Linked DNA regions of Mus musculus: region 2 is linked to region 1. Evidence: chromatin contacts called from public Hi-C data. All regions are on one chromosome and are shown on one strand. Each heading gives the region's core, a stretch centred on a gene start, on an enhancer-like site or on the middle of the called end of the contact. The rest is flanking DNA. Distances are from core to core; before and after follow the strand shown.

The links. Hi-C and Micro-C count contacts between places; a contact is called where the count stands out from the background.
Region 2: a Hi-C map of muscle stem cells shows a contact between it and region 1, with 2.4 times the contacts expected there. The contact joins two enhancer-like sites. A contact is called at or near these places in 19 of 484 Hi-C or Micro-C datasets (B cells, the Ba/F3 cell line, the C2C12 cell line and 13 more), 1 of 115 datasets of contacts at active chromatin or transcription factors (bone marrow-derived macrophages) and 1 of 9 other capture datasets (embryonic stem cells).

What each region holds. Positions count from the first base shown.
Region 1 is chr3:146,049,211-146,054,240 of GRCm38.p6, reverse strand. The region is part of intron 18 of Wdr63 (WD repeat domain 63); the gene reads left to right. Among named protein-coding and RNA genes, the nearest start is that of Gm35409, 15 kb to the right of the region's middle. Within about 2 kb of position 2,445, at least 25 of the 459 cell types and tissues checked have an H3K27ac peak or open chromatin away from gene starts, as enhancers often do. A contact at or near this core is called in muscle stem cells, where this site is marked.
Region 2 is chr3:146,347,558-146,352,587 of GRCm38.p6, reverse strand. Gm40167 (a long non-coding RNA gene) reads right to left here. Exons shown (of 2, transcript XR_867699.1): 1 at 2,704-5,030; 2 at 1,374-2,525. Among named protein-coding and RNA genes, the nearest start is that of Gm40167, 3.6 kb to the right of the region's middle. Within about 2 kb of position 3,102, at least 7 of the 459 cell types and tissues checked have an H3K27ac peak or open chromatin away from gene starts, as enhancers often do. A contact at or near this core is called in muscle stem cells, where this site is marked.

The DNA of each region.
Region 1 (5,030 bases), core at 1,196-3,695:
ATGTCTAAACTCCTACAGCGACCATTAGCTGTCTATAGATAGTCAGTGGTGGGGCCTGGTGAACCTCTACCTGACTAAAAATCACCATCTGCCTATAGTTCCTCGGGGCCACTGGGGCCTCATGGGTCAGGGGACTCTCCCTTGTCCCAAGTACATAGTATTAACAGGTCTGGCCTTGCCCAGATGTCATGCCAGTAATCACAAGTGCTGTGAGATGGAGTGTGTAATCACAATGTCTGTTGTGCAGACAGCCTTCCACCTCCCTGCACCCCTTCCTCCAACCCTCACATCCCTCTGGGGAGTTCCTGAGCCTTGAGGGCATTGCTCTATTTCTTAGATAATGGATAGGTATTCATTGCTGGTGTGTATGCTGCATGTTAGACACTGTGTAGCAGGGCCATAGTCTCCACTCCTTTGATACACAGTAGCAGACTGGATGCCTTGGCAAGCATGGATTCCTTCTGATCGCAGACATTCTCTTGAGGTCCCATCTCCTCTTACAGCCAGCTTTTGAAAGCATTTTCTTGAGCAGGACCATTTAAAAAAAATGTCATTTATTTTAAATAAATTCCATTTCATTTTTATGCTATGGGCCAGACACTGATGACAATAGATGAGGGTGAAGCGCCCTCTTCTGACCTGTAGGGAAAGGCAAGCAAATGGCAGCATTATGGTTGTAAGCAATCAGAAAATGATATAGAACTCGAGAGAGGGGCTGTCTCTCTTGGGCCATTTTTTTTTCAACCAGAGTTGAGCTAGCTGAGTCCTAAAGGATGAATTGGAAACTCTTCGGATGGATTGGATGGGGAAAAGCCTTCCTTGTCAAAAGAGCATCAAGGCTGAGCACATTGGAACCCAGAAGAGCAGTTAGCAGGCAGGAAGAGGGAGAACTCAGGGCCAAAGCATACTAGTCTAGAGGTCAACTGCAGAAGGACACAGCCAGCCATCTGAGTGCAGGTGGCGAAAGGCTATGATTGTCTCAATGAGAGTTTCAGAAAAGGAGCCTGGCAGGGGAGTGAGGGCTGGGTCAGTGGGGCTGGCTGTTTGTCAGAGGACTCCTAATAGAAGCAAGATGAACAGTCACAGTGGCCTAGTGAGAACGAGTGGGGACTGTCAGGCAGCTGTGGTCACAAGCACATAGCAGGAAAACATGGGAGACGTGAAGGTGCATAGACCAGGACATTATGGCAAATAAGATATGGGTGGAAAGGAGTTGCTTTTCATTCCTTGGCATTCAGCCCATTCCCAACAAAAAGAAGAAATTTTACTCCAGGGCCCTAAAGACCCTTGAAGCCATCAACCAAGCACTGTGTAACAGGCAACACAGAGCCGGCCTGCCATTCCCACTGAATATTGTTTGCAGGGTGGGAGAATTGGTACACAGCCACACTGGGTTGTAACCCGTGTGCCTTATTCACAGTCTGTGGGCTGCAGATGGTTTCCTTGTGAGCTCCCACCCAACATCTTTCATAAACACCAGGGATGTTTCCTGAGTGAAGCCAAGGCAGAGGCAGAGGCAGAGGCAGAGGCAGAGGCAGAGGCAGAGGCAGAGGCAGAGGGGCAGAGGCAGAGGCAGAGGCAGAGGCAGAGGCAGAGGCAGAGGCAGAGGCAGAGGGGCAGAGGCAGAGGGGCAGAGAGGCAGAGAGGCAGAGAGGCAGAGAGGCAGAGAGAGAGGCAGAGAGGCAGAGAGGCAGAGAGGCAGAGAGGCAGAGAGGCAGAGAGGCAGAGAGGCAGAGAGGCAGAAGAGGCAGAAGAGGCAGAAGAGGCAGAGAACAGAGGCAGAGGAGAGGTAGAGAGGTTGAGGCAGAGGAGGGAGAGGAGGCAGAGGCCAGAGACTGAGGCAAAGAGCAGAGTGCAAAGAGCAGAAAGCAGAGGCAGAGGAGAGGCAGAAGAAAGGCAAAGGAGAAGTAGAGGAAAGGCAGAGAGGCAGAGGGGCAGAGGGGCAGAGGGGCAGAGGGGCAGAGGGGCAGAGGGGCAGAGGGGCAGAGGGGCAGAGGGGCAGAGGGGCAGAGGGGCAGAGAGGCAGAGGGGCAGAGAGGCAGAGAGAGGAGAGGCAGAGGCTGAGGCAGCTACTGCAGCTTGATCCCCACCCACCCATCCACCCACCCACCCTCTGGCCTGCTTAACTCTCCCTAAACAGGCAAAGGAGAGGATTCCATCCTCTTAAGAAACAAAACAAAACAAAACAAAACAAAACAAAACAAAACAAAACAAAACAAAAACTTCTGAAAGGCAGATGACCCCAAATGGGATGAATGTGGGGGCGGGGTCAGGGCCAGGGGAAGCCACATCAAATATTTCCACATGACCTAAGAGGCAAGCCAAGAAGCACAGATCTGAATGGCGAAGGTTGACATAACTGTTCCATGTAGTAGACCCTTAAACTGTACAACCAGCACACAGCCACACTGGGCACTGTGCCAAGTGCTTCTCACGGATAAACTCATGTTGTCGTAGCAGCCCTGTGGGATCACTGCCTTGGGCATCGGTGGCAGCCTTTGAGCCCAGGCAGTCTGCCGCCAATCTGTGCCTTCTGGTTTATTATAATTTTCTTTTAACAACGCAGCCTGGAGGCTCTGGCACTCCATCTAATAACTTAGGGACAGCCCCATTCATTGTTGACAGTCACGCAGGTCTTCCAAAGGAAAAGATCACCACGCGATGTTATTAAAACAGAACAGAACAGAACAAAACAAAACAAAACAAAACAAAACACCAGACCTTCCCATTGGGGATGATGCCACAGCCGATCACACTCTTCTGAGAGGGTTTCCAGCCCCCAGGACAGCCCTGCTTACTGCTCAGAGTGGAGGGGAACTTCTCCAGGGGCTACCCCAGAGAGAGAAACAAAAACATCAGCAAAACAAAGCCACTGGGGTCTGGGAGTGCTTTCTGCCTTGCCAGGAACTTTCTAGACCACTCAAGAAAAGCCTGAGAAATATATGAACTGTGATCTCTTGCTTCCAATCTAAAAGAACTACCTTTTGTTTTGTTTTGTTTAATTTTGTTTGTTTGTATCTGTCTGAGCCTTACTCTATATTGTCTGAAACAATGAGCTTTCAGACTGTGCCCTGACCTAAGAGACTCCATCTTACAAGCGGCCTGAGATTGCATCTTGAAGATGAAGGGTGACTTTCACAGCTTGGTGGACACTCTAATGGCATCATCTGTTTGGTATCACATCTGGTCCCACGTGGCACAGACAGAGAAATGATTGTTATGGAGACTAGAGATGGGACCGCTCTATCAATATACCAGGGTGACTTGGGACAGTGGGGGAATAAAGACCAATTAAAACAAGATCAGGGAAAGTAGCCCCAAGAATTTATCAAGCCGTCCAGACCTAAGAAAGTCTATAATTCCCTAACCTGGCTCCCATAAAAAAAAGGTGGGCACTTAGCATTCCTTAGACCCCGGCTGCCACAGCCTGACCAAGGGCCCACAGGCAGAGAATCCCAGCTATCCCTGGGGCTTTAGCTCAGCTCAGTCTCCTCTGCTGATATGGTTGACCAGAATCAGTGTCTTGTGGGTCCTGTTCATCCACCTGGGCGGGCTTCCATCCTTCAGCCCCTTCCTTAACCTGCCCTTTTGCCTCTGCAACCTGACTGAAGTGTACAGTTCAACTCTGACCCAACAGTCTGATCTATAGGCAGCAAGCCAGAGCATCTTCTCCGACTTGGTTAGTCAGCTCAGCCCCCTAGACTGCATCCCCCTCAGTCTCTCTGCTTTTCAGAACCTCTGAAGCCTCTGGAACCCCACCTCTTAGCTCTTTGTAGTCATCCTGAAACCAACTGTTAATCTGTTAATATTAAAAAAAAAAAAAAAAAAAAAGCTGCTCTCAACTCAAAGGCCATTCCAGAGCTAAATGATCGTGTTCTGAAAACACAGACCAAAATTCCATATCCAAGTGTGGTTTTTTAAAAGTCCTTGAAATTTTTATAGTATCAAAGTAAAGAAGTCATAAATCCAAACACTTTTGAAATCCATTGTTGGAAACACCAGGTAGGTGTGTCCTGGCCAAGTGAAAGAACCTTTGCGTTGTGTCTCAGATGCTGACACGCTTAGCCTTGGGGTTAGAGGAAGCACGTGATCTGTTAAACCATTAAGGAGTGCTGGGATAGGACCCAGTCAGTCAGTTTAGAAGCAAGGACCTTGAAAGTGAACAATTCCATTTTTGTCCTCGGCCAGGAGCAGGAAATGCCCTTGTTCCCCAGACCCTGAGGTCCAGGAGAGAACGCTGGTTTCTTATCACTTTCTGAACCAACACCTCTGCCTAGAAGCTACACCTAAGCCTATGACAAAGACACCATTCCAGACACTCATGCCTTCTTGGGGAATAGGCTTGGGGTTAGATTTCTGGATTTTCTTGGTAGGAATGGGTTACATGGGTTTCCCAATTACAACACTTCTTCTAAGTGGTTTTAGAGTCCCCACTCTTGAGAGGAGAATATGACAGAAGCCTTAGAGGTTTTGAAGACTGAAGATTGACTCTTTTGTAACAGATATTTCTGCCCCAAAATAAAGCCATAATTTTCTGATCTACTCCAAAGCTGGGAATCGAACCTGGAAGAGCAGCCGATGCACTTAACCATGGACCCACCTCTCCCACCCGTGTTCAATTGTATCCCGTGTCATATCTATACCACATTGTGTTTACCATTCATCCATGGATGCTCCCACCTCTCTTCTGTGGCAAGTGATGTTGTGTGAATGTGGATGGACCCAAAGCCTTTCAAAGCCCTACTTTATAATTTCCTTACAAATGTAAAGAGATCTCGTTCTCCTTAATATCCCACCAGCATTTGGGCAGGCGGCGATTCAGCCCTCACATAGCATTAAAGAGGCGAGGTACAGAATAAGTTTGTGGTTGTAGCCTAGAGACACTGCACCTTCGGCCCCACCAGCATACACTTCGGTGGCCGTCCCTGGAGTCTGGAGTAGAGAATGAGCATTCATTCAGGTCATCAGCCAGCCGTGGCAGACGGAAGGAAACCCCCCAGCTCCAGTCCTGGTGTGCTCTGTGCAGAGAG
Region 2 (5,030 bases), core at 1,853-4,352, 300 kb before region 1:
CATGAAAAGCTAGGTATAAAGGGAGAGACAGCAAGAGGTGACACCTAAGTTTGTGCTTCACCACTAAGCCATTAGAGGGATGCAGCCCGGACTATCAACATCCCGAGACCTTTAGAAACAGGAAACCCTACCCCAGAGAGGCGGATTGAGGGCCTAGAAGGGAAGTGCAGTTCCCTGTGGTTCCAGCAGGTGTCAGCAGGCACATTGCAATTACTGGGGCATTATTACAATGCACAAAGTGGCTTACGCCAAGAGGAAGCTCCAATGGATTAGTCATCCTTTTGATGCCTTCAGCTTTGCAACTCATGCTCAGAGACATCATTGGAAGGTTTACAAGATTCATGCAAAAGCTGTTTCAGGCCTCCCCAGTTCCCCACCCCCCACTCCCATCCAAATCTGTCCAGTGGATACTTCACACGCAGGTCTAACATATCAATAACAATGGTGGCAGCCATTTTGAGCACCCACTGCATTCCAGGCTTTGTTGCTGTGTGATAATAAAATATGTATTATTGTAAATCATGGAGAAATTGTATTATTATCACCATTTTACAGCCCAGGAGCCTGGGGTGCAGAAACATCATCTGCTAGTGGGTAGCCATAAGGATGGGAATATAAAAACTGAGTCCAGGTTTGTCTACACATCTGGATAATTTGAATAACTCTGAAAAATATCTACCATGGTCTAGAATACAGCACTTTACCTAGCATGTGAGAAGCCCTGGGTCCCAGCCCCAACAATGCAAAAAAACAACAGAAGCATAAAAAAACAAAAACAAAACAAAAAAGCTCTATGGAAGATCAACAGATCAACATACAGGAAGTCCTGTGCTGACATCAGACCTTAATAGCTCTCTAGGTGATTCTATTTTGTAGTCTGCACAAAGAACCAAGCAACTGGTTAAAACAAACAGTAATTGGGTCCCTTAGGGGATAAGCCCCTGGGACACCTGGGTGTGTAGTGTATCTAGGTGATATAACACTTACGTATTATGTACAAGACCCTGATTTTCATCCACAGCACCAGGAGAGAGAGAGAGAGAGAGAGAGAGAGAGAGAGAGAGAGAGAGAGAGAGAGAGAGAGATTGCCCTGGGTGGACCCACAAGCAGCCTAGCTCAAGCAGAAACACCAGAAGGGAGCCCTTTTCTTATTTTAGAGTATTGCCAATATCAAGGATAAGGAGAGTGATCGATTCCTCCTGGGGCTGTGCTGGGATTAAAGGTGTGTGCCACTATGCCCAGCAACAGCCTGAGATTTTATTCAGCCAGTTTAGGTTTCAAAATAAGAATGTTATAACTTTACTGAATAAGAATAATAAATACTTGTAAGTTGATTACAGTTGTGGCCAAAGCTACGGTCATACAGGCCCAGATTCTGCTTAGTCATATTGGTTTTATTCTTAGAATATTTACAGAGTCAATTCTAGGCATTAAAGGGGAAATAGACAATGTCCATGCATGAGACAGAGGGGCCGGATTGCCTCCTTCTCTGCCAAGAATCTGTCTACTGGGGATTCAAAATGGTGGTTTGCTCGTTCACATTTTGACATTGTGACCATTCATGCTTAAGAATCAGAATTGAATAAAAACAAAACCCAAAAATAACAAAAAAAAAAAAAAACCTAAAATATTGCCCCCAAATTTGTAATACTTTAAGTCACTTTATGACTTTGGGTTGGACTGTATTGATAGCTCTTCTGGGCTCCATGTGACCCACAGGCCATGGGCTGGAATTATCCTGTGGAAGATGAGTCAGGTTGCTTCCTGTGCTGAGACTAGCTCTGACAGTGACCGGTCTATATCTGGACTGATGCAGACTCGAGGAGATGGCACAGAGTGGGTCATTTCAAGGTCAACTCTTTTGTGGGGAAATCCAGGGATGTTGAACGTACGACCAAGCTCAGGGATGTAAGATCCAGCATTTGAACCACACTGTTCTCTGACCCTCCTACAGAAAGATTTAAGAACCTTGGAAAGGCCATATCATAGGCTAGCAGTGGATGACAGAATTCAAGAAGGGTTGGCTTGGTCTGTGTGATGATCAGGGGCTCTGAGCATGTGCTTGGGGCAATGTCTTGATTCTTTAAGCAGTGTGGGAAGATGCACTTTAGTTGTGACTGGCATGGGACTGCCTAAGTGGACGAAATGAGCTCAGCACTAAGACTGGCGCATTCGTCGCTCTCTTGTGACTGGATGTGATGTGAGCAGGTCTCTCAGGCTCCTGCAGCCGGAACTTCCTGCCATGGTGGACTATAGCCTGGGCAGCTGGCCTGAACCCCTCTCCTTTAAGTTGCTTTGTCAGAATGGTTTTATCACAGCAAGTCACTAAAGGAGCCCAGGGTCTAGCAACTTTCCTGGACTTCAGTCCCGGCTGTGACCCACAGCAAGTGCTGTTCATTCTGTGGGTGGCGGCACCCGCGGGCAGCCCATGAGGTCACTTCCTTTTGTGAGTGGCTGTAAGGCAGGAGTCACAGCTTTTGAAAATCCATGCTGGTCTGTCTTGAACTGATCAAGTATCTAGCAATCTGATAGAGAGACAGATAATTGTTAGACTGAACCAGCTTCACCAGCTTCTCCGTTGGTGCTGCCTGACAGCTGTCATTGGTAGTATAAAGATGTCCCTCCCTTCAGGCTCTCACCCTGCTCTCTCTCTCGGGAGAGGGGCGTGTCACACTTGCCAGCTTCACCTCCATTCTTCCTTACCTGTTTTTTCCAGTGCTGGGCATCAACTCCAGGAACCTCCTTCATGCCTGGTAAACATTGGACCACCAGGTCAGCACCCACAGACCTTCCTACCTGCAGGAGGGCTTTGGATTTGATAAGAAAAGCAACCACTTTGTAACAACCAGTGATCCCTTGCCCCGCTGGCTCAGCCACACGGCTACCGAAATGCTTTTGTTGGTCTAGGGAGGGCTGGGCTCATTCTTTTTCTCTAGATGTGTGGCTCTCCATAATCCATCCCCAGCTGTTGACTTGCTAAGGGCTTGATGATGATGACTCAGCTGCTCTGTGGCAGAAAGCAGGCGCGTTTGTCACGGGATACCCAGTACCTTCCAGTGAGGGGTTGGAGGCAGGAGGGTCAGAGGTTCAAGGTCATTCTCAGCTACATAGAAAGTTTGAAGCCAGCCTGGGCTACACGAGATCCTGTCTCAAAACAAAACAGAACACCTTAAATAAACAAACAGGCATCGTCTCCCTTTGCCCCTGGGGGAAAAGCAGGCGTTACCTAGTAAATGATAAACCTTGGGTTACACGACTCTCCCCAAATTTCCACAGCGTCGCCAGTTTTTCTCGAGAGATGAGCATTTGGGGCATGGTGTAGTCCCTAGAATCCTGGGTTCATCTTGCAACAAGATACCACTAAGCTGTCCTTTGTGCCATGCTGAAGTGAGATAGACCATTCTTCCCACGTTTGATCAGCATTGGCCAAGCATTCCCGGTATGTGCTAGGGTGGGGCAGCTCTCATGGACACAGAACTTCTGAAGTTGGCTTTCATCTGCTCCTTCCTTCCATCCCTGGAGCCTATGGCCACCCACTATGCTTTAACACTAGGGAGAGCTGCACCCGGCTTTGTCTGAGTTCTGCTTTAGACTTGGAGCCATAGACAGCGGGAGCTAGGCAGGGCTTGGAGCTGTGTGGTCCAGCCGCTCACCATCAGCCCATGCTGCTGTAGGTAATCAGAGTGATCTTGCTTACTTCACCAAGATGGATCCACCAGAATCTTTCTTGGCCAGTCTGCAACCTTCTTATTTCTGAGAAAAAAATATTTCTTTGATGCCTCCTCAGGAGAATCACCCCCCACCCACGATGTCCCCAACACAAACGATAAACCCTACATCATGCAAAGTAGGACCTCACTGGATCCTAGTTGAATCTGTGTCAGAAGCAGAGTTTACAGACTCCTAATAGTGTGGCATAGCTGGAAGTACGTCAAAAAGCTCTGAGCTCTGGGAGGTTCTAGGTGGTTCTCTGGCACAAATACTTCATGACTTTCTTTGCCTTGTATGTTTGCCTCATGGGTCATATTCCTCAGAGTGTTGCCATCAAGCCCCCCTCCCCTCCCCGATTTTTTTGCTAGCTATGGGAAGATCTGTGCGTACTTAAACTGGAAGAATAATTGGGACCATTTTGATGTGATACCAGGCAATATTCCTATTTGAGAAATAAATTTATGCTTAGAACAAAACTACATTTCAAATAGTGTCAGTGATTTACACCTTCTTGGGCTTCAGAGAAAATCTGAGCTTAACAGAGATCTTCTCAATTCTAGGAACGTTCAGCATTGCCACAGATGTACCATGGTAAGGGAGCTTGTCTCCAGGGTGAGAGAAGGTTCACATAACAGGGCTGCCACTATCACCCTTCACGCTGAAGACGTACACACAGTGTGATCCAACAGCTTCCAGTCTAGTCTGCCCTGTTGTAAAAGGCTTCTCACGTCCACTGTATTGATGGCCTGACCCGCTCACTAATGGACTGTGATGTGTGGTTGGAGAAATCCTGCAGCAGGAGAGGGGAGGAGTGGCCGCAAGCTCAAGACTAACTGGAAGCTGAGACGGCTGCTGGGAAGGAAGGTTTGGGGAATGTGGTGGGATCTACATCCAAGATGTACTACTGATCCATGGAAGCCTGGGGCGCTCGGAGGAGGAGCTGGGCTGTCTGGATGACGAGATGGTGGAGATGTCCGTGCTTGTAGGGAGGGTGTGGAGCAAGAAAGCCCTGTGTTCTTTCTCTCTTTCAGTAACACGGTGTGATCAGGAACAGTGCCACCCTGCTCTCAGTGGAAGGATCTCTGCCATCCCTCGGGAGAAGCTCCCATTCCGGAGATGAAACTCCACAGTCAACTTCATGACACTCTGCATAGTCCTGACATTTCGACTGCATCTCAGTAAGTCCCTTGAGGCACATAAGTGGCCAGGCCCCTCCCCCGAAGACCATGACCCACCAGGTTCCACTTACAGACATTAACTGTCCTAATGGCCAGCCCCAGCTCCTGCCCTATACAGTAAAAGGCCCAAGCGTCAAACTA